3 separate regions of the Zea mays genome follow, and regions 2 and 3 are each linked to region 1. A link is a contact called in public Hi-C data. All regions are on one chromosome and are shown on one strand. The core of a region is the stretch at or near the end of the contact, and the rest is flanking DNA. Distances in the headings are between cores, read along the strand shown. Region 1 holds the start of LOC100279269 (putative RING zinc finger domain superfamily protein). Region 2 holds the start of LOC100283534 (nucleic acid binding protein). Region 3 holds the start of LOC100216611 (SnRK2.3).

Evidence for each region. A called contact is a pair of places that touch in the nucleus more often than the background predicts.
Region 2: a Hi-C map of ear shows a contact between it and region 1, with 2.3 times the contacts expected there. The contact joins the promoter of LOC100283534 here to the promoter of LOC100279269 in region 1.
Region 3: a contact with region 1 is called in a Hi-C map of endosperm, with 3 times the contacts expected there. The contact joins the promoter of LOC100216611 here to the promoter of LOC100279269 in region 1. A contact is called at or near these places in 2 of 25 Hi-C or Micro-C datasets (endosperm and tassel).

Annotation. Positions count from the first base shown.
Region 1 is chr1:96,829,019-96,833,155 of Zm-B73-REFERENCE-NAM-5.0, reverse strand. LOC100279269 (putative RING zinc finger domain superfamily protein) reads left to right here and starts at 2,209. Exons shown (of 4, transcript NM_001152290.2): 1 at 2,209-2,560; 2 at 2,665-2,786; 3 at 2,930-3,210; 4 at 3,293-4,137. The coding sequence starts at 2,502. The coding sequence ends at 3,841.
Region 2 is chr1:96,218,790-96,222,926 of Zm-B73-REFERENCE-NAM-5.0, reverse strand. It overlaps LOC100283534 (nucleic acid binding protein), which reads right to left and starts at 1,738. Exons shown (of 6, transcript NM_001156434.2): 1 at 1,312-1,738; 2 at 262-517. The coding sequence starts at 1,587.
Region 3 is chr1:96,238,641-96,242,777 of Zm-B73-REFERENCE-NAM-5.0, reverse strand. LOC100216611 (SnRK2.3) reads left to right here and starts at 1,913. Exons shown (of 9, transcript NM_001143024.1): 1 at 1,913-2,214; 2 at 2,433-2,507; 3 at 3,232-3,333; 4 at 3,435-3,488; 5 at 3,568-3,660; 6 at 3,771-3,863. The coding sequence starts at 2,092.

The DNA.
Region 1 (4,137 bases), core at 960-3,459:
TAGAGGACGCTTCTGAACTCTAAATTTAGAGTACAGAACGCTTTACAGTGCGTTGTTGGAGCTAGCCTAAGGGGCTGCTACCTACTATGCACAAGTTGAGAAGCTGCGGGGTCAGCAGGCTCCGACGGGTTTTAATTCTGCAGCCTCATGGATCAGCAGATTTGGACGTTTTGCAACCGAGAAGAGTTAATTCCTTGCCTTGCGGTGCATGCCACGAGACGAAATGGCCATTTCACACAAAAAAAAAAACCGCGCAGGCATGAAAAAGAAGGCTCAGAATCGGCGTTTTTCAGGCTGGACTCTCTGGAGTGATCAATTGCCAAGCCATTTTCAATTTTCCAAGACCGAATCTTGCTGTACTAAAAGAACGTTTCTCTCTCTCTCCCTCGAATTGTACTAGCTGGTGCATCGGCATGACATCGACCGGAGCAGACGGTGCTACAACTTCAGAACGACTCTACATGTGTTTTATTCGACGTGTCTTCGTTTTCAGTCGCTTTTGTGAGTTGAGTTACTAATAGTTACGATAAAGTAGACATGTTCAGCTTGTTCGCTGCGGCTTGCTGCGGCTGCAATCCGGCTGCGGCTGCGGCTTCTACAGTATTTTTCTCTCTATGGATTGCAGCTGCAGCAGTCCAAACAGCTGCAACAGTGTCGGCTTGTAGCCAGCCGAACACGCCCGTTGTTTTCCAATCTTTTTACTCGGGGTATTCCCAACGGGGCCTTGGATATTTCACCCACCCATCCATATCCATCCGTAGAGATATACTGCAAAGGTTGTTCGCTGCGGGTTACTGTGATTTTAATCCTGTTATATCTGTGGTTTTTACAGTATTTTGTTTATAACTACTTCATTTATTTCTTTTTATAAGTCGTTTCTAACAATCAATCTATAAATAGCGACGACATCTAAAACGAAACAGAGGGAGTATATCATTTCAAAATGTGCTGTAGTGCCAGTGTGCCACCGAACGATTTGCTTACCGAGTAACATATCACTCCAACAGCCTTGTGACATGATGAAATATGTCACTGGCATGGCACCAACCGCGCCCCCACCGTGTTCTGCTTTTAACATTTTTTTTGCCAACATTTTGTGCTCACCGCTACGAGGCAGTATATCCTTAGAATAAAATAAAAGAAAAGAAGTGGCCAGACAATATATTGCAGTTTCATCTGTCCTCGATGGCGAATATTGTTTTTAGCTCAACTTAACGGGTGTTTTGTTTTTATGCACTAATTATTAGTCTTTCAATTTTATTTTATTTTAATCTCTAAATTGCTAAATACAAAAAACTAAAGTAGAGTTTTAGTTTCCGTATTTAGTAATTTAGACACTAAAATGAAATGAAATGAAATGAAATAGAGAAACTAAAAATTAGTCTCTAGAAACCTAATACTCTTAGACTTTCGGTGTCATCTGTATCTCTTTTTACATCCTAATTTTAGAGTATCCTTTAAAATATTCCCTTTTCTATATGTTATTTATCTCTAGTAACGTCCTCCATATCTTATCATGTATATTAGAGATAAATTTTGCTTTAGATTTTTACCTACCGCACCCTTAAATATTTAATACATATTTTAGTTTTGCTTAATTTATTATTTAAAGTATTAAAAAGAATAAAAAAGAGAAGGGATAAAATCTGTATATATGAATGAACCTATGTTTATAGGACGTTGTTGGAAGAGAGAGCTGAGAAAATCTACTCTATATTTAGAGAAGAGAAGCGTTTACATGCTCCGGCCAGCCTTAAAAGTACATAAATTATCATAGAAATATATATAAGGAAAAAATTGTGATTTCTAACCTCATGCTAGTTTCCTTCAACCATAGGAACTGGAAGAAATAATTTAATTCTCTATATAAAATGAAGATATAACAATTTTTATAGGTTTAGAATTCTCTAAGACCGATTTGTTTCTTTTAGAGCTAGTTTGAGAGCTCAATTTTCTCAAGAGATTCTTATTTTTTCAAAGAAAAATGAACTAATTTCTTTAGGAAAATGAAAATCCCTTGAGATAATGTGGTTTCCAAACTAGTCCTTATTTTTTAAAAAGGTCTAAATGTACATAGTTCCAATCGTGTGTATCAGTATATGGTAGTAAATCACAAATTGCCAGACAGTTCACGCTAGCCATCGCTAACGTTAAGCATCTCCTTTGATAAATATGAAAGGAAAACGGAAAGGCACCAGCGCATCAGCACCAACCCTCTCTCCTCATGAAATCGAGCCAGCACCAGCCACGCCAACAGCCTGCCACCCGTGTCATCCCTGCATGCGCGAAGCAGGTGAGACTGGACAGGAGCAGCCAGCCCCATGACGCCCTCTTAAGACGAGGACGAGGAGGAGGCGGTGGACCAGTTCGTTCGCGTTGCCCGCGACTCTCTCCGTCCTCCTACTGCCCACCCGACTCACACGCTTGGCACGCGCGTGCTTCCACCCGTCCGTCGCCTCTCTCTCGGCTGCCTGATTGATTTGGTTGCCCCGGTTCCAGCAATGGCGGTCCAGGCGCATTATCACCACCACTACCACCGCGAGTCCCCTTTCCTCGTCAGGTACCTGCCGTGGCCGCTGTGCATCTTCTAATCGTTTCTTCCGCGTCGATCGTCGGTCTGCTGGATCGTATTCGGATGGGTGATTTGAGCGTCTGGGTTGTCAGCGGCGCGCCGGAGGGCAGCCGGTTGGCGGCGGCGATGGAGCTGCATCATCAGGCGCAGAAGGAGGCTATGGCGCCGCAGCAGGCTCAGGCTCCGCCCCTCTTCTTGGACTTCTCGCATGGAGGTAAGCAGATCAAACAAAGCGCACTCCTTGGCTCCGCGGCGGATTTCGTCTTCTTGGGCAGCAGCACCGCACCCTTCTGTTCCGATTTCGGATCGTGAAAAGGTCGCCGGGGACTTAATTGTCGGGTTGCTGTGTGCACATAGATTACGGCGGCGGGAGGAAGCGGCAGCGCGAGGCGGAGCCCATGTCGTCGCAGTTCTTCTCTCTGCAGCAGCAACCGCAGGCGCAGGGGCCCAAGGTGATCAACCTGGCGCAACTTCAGAAGCGGACGGCGATGGGCCTCCGGCTCGACTTCGACGAGGGCTCGGAGCACGTGTCGTGCACGTCCCCGGCCTCGGCCTCGGCCTCATGTCTCCTCTCTAAAGAGCTCGCCGCGCAGCGCGATCAGCACAGGAACGAGATGGACCGGCTGATCCAGGAACATGTAAGAACCGTGCGTCGTTTGTCGCCGTCGGTATCCACCAGAGACCGTCCTATGTCGCTGATGTGCTCCTTGTGCCTTGCAGGCGGACAGGCTCCGGCGCGCGCTGGCCGACACTCGGCGGCGGCACTACCGTTCGCTGGTCGGCGCGGCGGAGGCGGCGGCTGCTCAACGGGTAAGGGAGAAGGAGGCGGAGGCGTCGGAGGCCGCGCGGCGCCGCGCGGACCTGGAGGACCGGGTGGCGCGGCTGAGGGCGGAGGCGGCGGCGTGGCAGGCCAAGGACGCAGCGGATCAGTCCACAGCCGCGGCGCTCCACGCGCAGCTGCAGAAGGCGGCGGCGGCGCAGGCGAGGGGCAAGGCCGAGGAGGAGGACAACGTGGGCGCCGCGGCGGACGACGCCGGGTCCTGCTTCGTCGACCCGGACAGGGTCGTGGAGGTCGCCCCGCCGCGCCCGCTGGCCAGGCCGTGCCGGACGTGCGGGCAGCGTTCGGCCTCCGTCGTGCTGCTCCCGTGCCGCCACCTCTGCGTCTGCGCCGAGTGCGAGCCCGCCGTCCCCGCTGCCGGCGCCGTCGCGGCTGCCTGCCCCATGTGCCGTGGCGCGGTGACCGGCACCGTGCAAGTGTTCTTCTCCTAGCAAGCTTTAGGAAAGGGGAAAATGCTAAAAGAAAAAGCAAGACAAAATCGTTGCTCCTGCCAAAAGGAATGATCCGTGAAAATGGGGAATTGTTCATGATAGTCCGTTCTCTGCTTCTTTTTTTTTTCTCTCCCTCTCTCAGTTGTTTATTATAATCCTTCTATTAGTATATAAGTCGATCTCTTCTAGTACTGCTAGGAATAGGATTAGGTTCCTGCTTTATTTTCCCTTGGTTTCTTCTGGAAGGCATATGATCGACCATGGACCCCAGTACGTACATTTTGGAAGGCAATGAA
Region 2 (4,137 bases), core at 489-2,988, 610 kb after region 1:
AACATTTATTAGTCCAGTCAAATGTCTAATACTCTAAAAAACAATGGCACTCATTTTGCTAAAACTTCAGGAAGACAGCACCATTTTGCAAGCGAAATGCATAAAAGCTAAAGCTTGCCAGAAATTCATCAGTTACATTGGAAGCAGGGGAAGAAGATAAGATATTAAGTGTAATAAGACAATCAACTGCTCTACAATTTACAAAATTAACTGTGTATCAAGTATCAACACACAATGCATCAGTCCAGAGAAACACCTCACCTACTGATATTACCCGTATTGTTGCACTCGTGCTCTCCTGGATTGCTTTGATAGTTGCACCTTGCTTCCCAATTAGATTAATTGCCTGAGCTCCAGGAACCAACAATCGGGCAGCACATACATCAGGAGTAGCAGCGGCCTGAGTGCCCTCAGCAGCTCCATCTGTTATCCCAGTGACACGCTTAAAAACTCTCATGAGAGCATCCATGGCTGGAGGTAGCTCCAAGTCTGGATCTTCTTTTCCAGAAACCAAAACCTGGAATATCCGACATCCATGATTCAGTGAAATCCAAAGAGACCATGAAACATGATACTATATTAACAGAATAGTGAAAAGGCGCTATCCAATGTCATATTTAAATTCATCCAAGAGACAAACACAATGAAGATAGTTATCCTGCTTAATTGTGCCAAAAGAAAAGACAGCTACCATCCACCATTATCATCCAACTGGCCATATGGTAAATCTCTACATGTGCTGCACAGCATATATAAGCATAAAAGCATATTGAAGGCTCACATTATCATACCCTCCTCTGTAAATAACTGTCTCCTGTACTAGCATTAAACATTCTGATATATGAATATATACAGTTTTTCCCATATTTACAATCATCATAACAAATACAACACACACTAAATATCACACAGAAACAACACTGATGCATAGATTGACCAGAATTTCCAACCATCAGAAGATTTCCACTCCCGTCCTAATGTCCTATCTGTTTACATAATAACCAAATCAGAAAACACTTGCAGTACCACGGAGAGTCAATTACACCACTCCACTGCTGAGATATTTTTGAACTCATGCCCATCCCAACATTCTTTTTTTCACAAAAACATAGCGAGTGCATCTCATATTTATCGCCAGCTCAGACAGGTAAAATATAAATAACAATAACAATAACAATAAAATCAGCTCACAATACCAAGCAACCTCAATAATTCACAGTACAAAGCATCCTAATTTTGAATTTGTTAACATCCTTTCGCGTCAGAGAAGACATAAACCCATTAAGCATCAGCAAAAGTAGCGCTACTCACGATACGCTCGGTGGCGCCGACAGGTCCCTCGAGGATGCGGACCCTGGCCTTGGTCTCCTCGACGAGGCGCTTAATGAGCTCGCCCTTCCGCCCGATTATGCTTCCGACCTTGAGCACTGGCACCACCAGCCGGAACACGCTGTCCCCGGGCCACCCGGGCCACCTCTTCGCGACCGCCGCGGCCTCCTCCATCGCGGCGGCATCGGCCTCCTCGGCGACCAGTGGTGGCAACGAAGCTGGCGACCCGACCTCGGCAGCGGCAGATGATTCGGCCATGACGGTGGCAGTACGGTGGAGGGGGCTAGGGTTTGGGTCGGGGCTGCGGAAGGCGTCGCGGGTCGCGAGCCTCCTCGGCAAGTGGAGGGGAGCACGAGGTTTGCCCCTGGCCCGGGTGGGTTCGCGATTTGGCTTCTCACGGGCTCAACTTGTTCACAACGATAGATGGGCCGGAAGTTTAAAGTGTTTCTGAGGCTGTCTCCAACAAGCGATCCATACGGTGCTCTGAACCGAAAATAGGCTGTAACACACCAGTTGCAGGCCTCCAACAGCAGACCGAAACAGAAGACCCAAATATAGAGCAGGTCCGCACGCGACCCAGAAATAGGGCAGCTTCGACCGCGACCCAAACGCTCCAGAACCAACGGCCCATATCCGTTCCAGGAACTGATATTAGCGGAGTTATTGGAGGGTTTGCTGCACCTGGCCACTCCGACACGTGCACTCTTGGAAGGTCAACTCCACGTTCATTCTGGACCACCATATTGTGTAGAATGACACATGCATGCACAATGTTATTGAGATCATGCTGATTCCAAAGACGAGCAGGGTGATGCATAATCTTCCACTTGGCTTGAAATACTCCAAAAAATCTCTCTACATCCTTGCGGCATTTTTCCTGCTGTTTAGCAAACACCGATTGTTTGTTACTGATTGGGCGACTTATGCTTTTCACCAAAGTCACCCAATCAGGATAAATCCCGTCAGCAAGGTAATATCCAAGGGCATAAGGGTTTCCATTGACAGTAAAGTTAACTGGTGCTGTATTGCCATTTGCCAAATCATCGAAAACAGGAGAGCAACGCAACACATTAATATCATTGTGAGATCCTGGAAGACCAAAAAATGCATGCCAACATCGCACATCCTTTGTCGCAACTGCCTCTAAAATAAGAGTAGGCTTTCCCTTATGACCCATGTACATCCCAGCCCAAGCGGTAGGACAGTTCGCCCATTCCCAATGCATACAATCGATACTACCAATCATTCCAGGGAAGCCACATGCCTCATTTTCTGATAAAATGTGTTGCAACTCGGATTCTGAAGGAGGCCTAAGATATTCAGGTCCAAAAACTTCAATTATTGTTTTAGCAAACTCCTTGATAGTTTGAAGGACTGTGCTTTCTCCCATACGCAGACCTTCATCTAGAAAATCTGCTGGACCTCCATAAGCCAACATCTGCAAAGCCACAGTACACTTTTGTCTACTGGAGAATCCCAACACACCAGCTGCATTTCTTTTTTGTCTAAAGAACTTATTTGCAGCTGCCAATTTATCTTCAATCTCCAAGAAAAGGGATTGTTGCATACGGAACCTGAGCTTGCAGTCATTGAAGAAACAATATCAGGGACTGAATTTTTGATAATGTAGTTTAACATAGATAATAGTAGTATTAAAATAGTATTAGCAATATACCTTCTGCGGAATTGCTCAGGGTTGAACAACGACCTCTCAATAAAGTAGTCATTATTCAGTTGAATGTCGCCACCAATACGGTCGCGTTTTTTCATCTTATGGCCAACAACAGACCCTCCCCAACGCCGCTTCTTCCTCAATGTTGCAACCAAAACAGCACATGCTTCAATTTCTTCATTGTTCTTATTAGCTGCAGCAGACCCACACCAAGTGCTTCGGTAGTAGTTAAAGGCCATGGCTGCATGAAAAAATCAGATTAATTTGAGTAGTTTGGTCAATCAGGCAATAGTTGCAGCAGATTCACACCAAGAATCGAACTCAAATTAGTAGTAAATAGAAATAGTTTCACCATGGTGTAAAACGAAGAAAAGAAGCAGCTTGGGGGCAATATTTACCTACGGACTGTAAAAACGAAAAAAGGAATAGGATTCCTGTCAGGGAGAGAAGAAAATGAAACTTGCCTTGAAGCGAATGGGAGAAAATGAAGATGCCTTCCAGCTCTGCTGGACGAGTGGCCGAGCAGGCTGACCGGCGACGTGGGCAACAGAAAGTGGGAGGTCTTGGTTCTGGGCAGCAAGAAGCGGGAACTGAAGATTGAGATGATTGCTTCCCGCCTTTTCTTGCTAAAACGGTTGATGGAGGCCCATTTTAGATGGTCTGTTGGAGAACCAACAATTTGGGTCTCCATTTCAGCAGACCCATTAAGACGCATACGGCGTATGGGTCTCCTGTTATTGGAGACAGCCTGACCTCATATACCGTTATGGTCCCATTAACTGCCTTTATAAGGACATGTGATAGTTTCGAACTTTTTGCCGTTTAAATATACGGCACGGCACCGTATGGTATGGTATGTCGTATGTGTTGGGCAGAGGCCGAACGTGACTGTCATCGTATGGCGAAGGTTTTTCCTTTCTCGGCTAACCAGTACGTAGGACCACAGACAAAGGTGTCTTCGACTCTATGACTAACCGAAAGGTATTATATATATTCTATAAATATTGTAGGGATCAGTTTGTTTTATATTGTAAGCGATTTTCCTTTCATCTCACAACTGTTTTGTTCCTAGATGATGCCTGTGTGGAAATGAAATGGATGGAATGTCTATTTCAATCGGGCGCATATCTAGGTGA
Region 3 (4,137 bases), core at 664-3,163, 590 kb after region 1:
CTATCTAATACGTGAGATAGAAATAACCGAATAAGTGCTTCTCACCTTCACGTGGTCGGTGAAATGGTGGAGATTCTCGCTTCCCACGAACTGTGTTTGGCTGCCTTATTCGCTTCTTTCCGCCAGGATCCGTTCTAGAAGCCGCTCCAAACGATGAGACTGCCGCGTTTGGTTCGGCTTTTTGCCGATTCTGGTGACCAAAAGCAGCTTTTGTCATCCAAACGCTTAGATTCTCGCTGGGATTCTGGACGAAGCGCTTCGTTTAAAAGCCGAAATACAACGAGGACTGAGAAGCGCGCTGGAGGTCGTGTCTGGCAGAAGTCGATCGATTCTTGGCTCGCGCGAACCCCTGCGACTGACCGACTGGCCCGTTGCGCGCGCAGGACCGACTGGCCCGTCGGGTCGCCGCCCTTGTGCGGCTTCCCTGCGCTGCCGCCGGCGCCGGTGCCGTTGTCGTTGCTCCAGCCGCTGCCGTCGCTGGCTGCGCTGCTGCTGACGCTGGTCTTGGCGCTCCGGCTGGTGACGGTGCAGCTCGACGCGAGGCTTGTGATTGTCACGTTGGTGGCGGCGCCGGAGCTGTCGATGCTGCTGTGCGGGCTTGCCGCGCCGCTCGGCGGCGGGGACGCGTCCCACGAGATGATTGGCTTCGGGACCGGCTTATCCCGGCCGTCGACAGCGACAAAGACGGTGTCTATCTCGTCCACCAGCTCCGGCGGGTGGCTCGCCCCGGAGAAGGAGCTCCTTGGCGGCGCGTCTCCGTCCGCCTCGTCGTCGCTGGACGCAATGCTGATCCTGACCTTGTCGAACTCGAACCCAAGAACCTTCTCAGCCGTCACCAAACCGTCTCCATTCCTCACCCCGCCGCCCATCTGGAGCTCGAACACGAGGTGCAGTGGTGGAGAGGGTAAGGACAAGGCAGTTCGTGGCAGAGGAGAGAGAGAACGTGTGTTCTCCGGGATGGCCGAGGAGGAAGAGAGAACGCGTGTTCTACCGACTAGCTTCTGTCCACAGCAGCCGAACCAAACACCTAGATTCTAACCACCGGCTTCTCATCACAGCCAGCTTTTCCCCACAGCCAGCTTTTCGAAAAAGCTCTTCAGAAAAAAGCCGAACCAAACAGGTCTATGAGAGAGATGTGGTTTAGGTGTATTTGGAAGCTCTCGCTTGATCGCTTCGGGCTAGCTGGAAAATTCTCATTTCTTTTAAGAGATTTTTATTTTTTTAAGCAAAATTAGTTTATTTTTTCTTAAAAAATAGAAATTCTTTGAAAAAATAGAGTTTCTAAACTAGCCCTATAGGTTTTCTAACATACCAAGTTTTTCGTATATGACCTTGTTAAGATAGATATAGGTTGGGACACGAGTCACTCGATGCTATGGGCTATGGCTAGTCGATCCTCACGATAATGTAAATATTGTGGTAACCCGTGACTATGCTAAGTTCTCATTGATTAGTACAAGGCGCCTAATGCCAAGTTTATGATTAAAAAAATGTATATAATAAGGCCCACAGCAGAGGCTACCTGCCACCAAATCCCGCTGAAAAGCGGCGCACAAGGCTAGGCTAGTACTACTAGGCCTAGGCGCTCGCCCACGGCCCACCCTAGCTGCCGAAGCGACCCCACGCCACGCGGGTCCCGTACAATAGCGAATGCGATTGCGATGCCACTCCAACTCCGATCCGAGCCCACGCACGCCCTTCAGAGGAACACCGCTGACTCCTCCACGTGTCGCGCATCAGCCCCTCGTCCCGCCGTCCCGCCGCGTCGCGCCGAGCAGCTCCTTGCTCCGCACTCCCGCGCCACGTCACCCCTGTCATCGCCGATCTCGCGTCGCTTGGCCTCCAAGTCCAGGTCCATGTCCAACAGACAAAAAAAAAACCCCGCCCCCGGTTCGTCACTTCGTCGCTTTCTCGTCGAGCCGCGACTGCCGACTGCGACCGAGAGAATTCTCTATCCGGTCCCCGTCCGGTTTGGTTAGAGTTCGCACTCGTGATTGGGTTGGTCGCTTGGTTCTTCCCTGCCGGAAGATACCTTTCGTTCGGTGTCGCCAACTCGCCATTCTTGGGAGGTCTTGGTCGGGACCGGTGCTGATGGAGGAGAGGTACGAGGCGCTGAAGGAGCTGGGGGCCGGCAACTTCGGCGTGGCGAGGCTGGTCAGGGACAAGCGGACCAAGGAGCTGGTAGCCGTCAAGTACATCGAGAGGGGCAAGAAGGTAGGTAGCAGTCTCCCGGCTTGAGCTTTTGTCTCCCCGTTCGTGCTTGGGTTTGGGGATTGCTAGTGCTGCTTCTAAAATTCGGATTTGTCGGGTGTTGGAGCCTTGGAGGGTCGTTTCATGATAAGAAAAAATGGGAGTTGCAGTCCAGAAAGAGGCTCTGGCTTGAGTCCTGTGTGTTTCTTGGATACTTTCATGAGTCGTGTCTGTCTGTGCAGATTGATGAGAACGTGCAGAGGGAGATCATCAATCACCAGTCGCTCCGGCACCCTAACATCGTACGGTTCAAGGAGGTAATTCGGAAATCTTGGACTCAATAATTCATTGATATCTTTACTGATTGTTTCTGTTGAATTTAATCGTCTCGTAGCACTGGCGCTCCTTTTGAAAGATAATAAAGGATAGCGTACGATGACTAAGGGACTGTTTGGAAGCCCCTAGTTTTTATGAAACTGGTTTATAAAAACTGAGTGGTTCCAAACATACTGATTTTCTGCTGTTAGCTGTTTGCTTGATGCACCACACTTCTAATTTGGAGGTCCAAACAGGAGTTCTAAAAGGTGCTAAAAGTGAAGTGTTAAACTTTAGCAACCAATAGCAGCTTAGCTTCTCAAGGCGTGCTAAGTGCTAAGATCCAAACAGGCAAACAGGCCCTTAGTTGTTTTCTGAGTAATATTCCATTGGTCATCGCTGCTCCTGTGTCTCTTAATCTCGTTTAGTGTGTGGTTTTTTTCTGTGAGTTGTCTAGTTGATTGGTAGCGCGTGTTTCTCAAAGTTGCAGGCTTGAGAACCCTAAGAAAGGTGTTGCAAGATTCATTGAGCTGGTTTTTAGTTGCTTTTGTTGTCTAATTTTTCACCCTTCAGTTGTATGGATTTTAGACATGTTTTTTCTAAAAAAATATGACCAAAAAGGAAGTATGACCCTTGCTGATTTTTTTTAAAACGAACAATTTGTCATCTTGATACTAAATTGTGTTGCAAAGCTCATACTTTGTACTGTGAATCTATTGGTAACAGGTTTGTCTAACACCCACACATCTTGCTATTGTCATGGAATATGCTGCTGGTGGAGAGCTATTTGAGAAAATCTGCTCAGCAGGGCGATTCAGTGAAGATGAGGTTTGTTTTGGCCTTATATTCGTCATATTGTCAGCCTATTTTCTCGCCCCGAACCACGTCAAACTAATGTTGTGTGCTCCCTATGTTGTAAACGCAAACAGTCCAGGTATTTCTTCCAACAGCTGATATCAGGGGTCAGCTACTGCCATTCTATGGTACGGTTTTGCTTCCAAAAGTCAACAAGTCCATGAATAGTGGAGTGTAAGTTTTAATGAGCTAACAAATGAAACACAGGAAATTTGTCACCGTGATCTTAAACTTGAGAACACCCTCCTTGATGGGAGTCCAACACCTCGTGTGAAAATTTGCGACTTTGGTTACTCAAAGGTGTTGTATACGGATACTGCGCCGGCTCTGTTATGCGTCCTAACTTTACCAGCAACTGACTTCTCTTGTGTCGTTGAATCAGTTACAAACTTTGCTAGTGTGCTTTTCAGTCTGCTTTGCTGCATTCCAAACCAAAATCAACAGTTGGAACTCCAGCATACATAGCCCCCGAGGTTCTTTCCAGAAAAGAGTATGATGGAAAGGTGAGTTGGTATTTACTTCACTTCATGCTTGATAATTCTCAGTTCTTTGCTGTATGTATATCTGCTTTTTCCCCCTGCATCAATCAATGAGATAAAAGGTTCGTGGCAGCGGCACTTAACAAAACTGGAAGTCGTAGTTCCTTCAGTTTTTGTTTGTATCATGTATTTTTAGGACTTGAAGTCGGCATCTTTCAGACAAACATGTTTTGTTTTCTATGTACTGCAGCAGTACTTACTGCAACTCATAAAAAGAAGGCCTTGAAAGTACTGACTA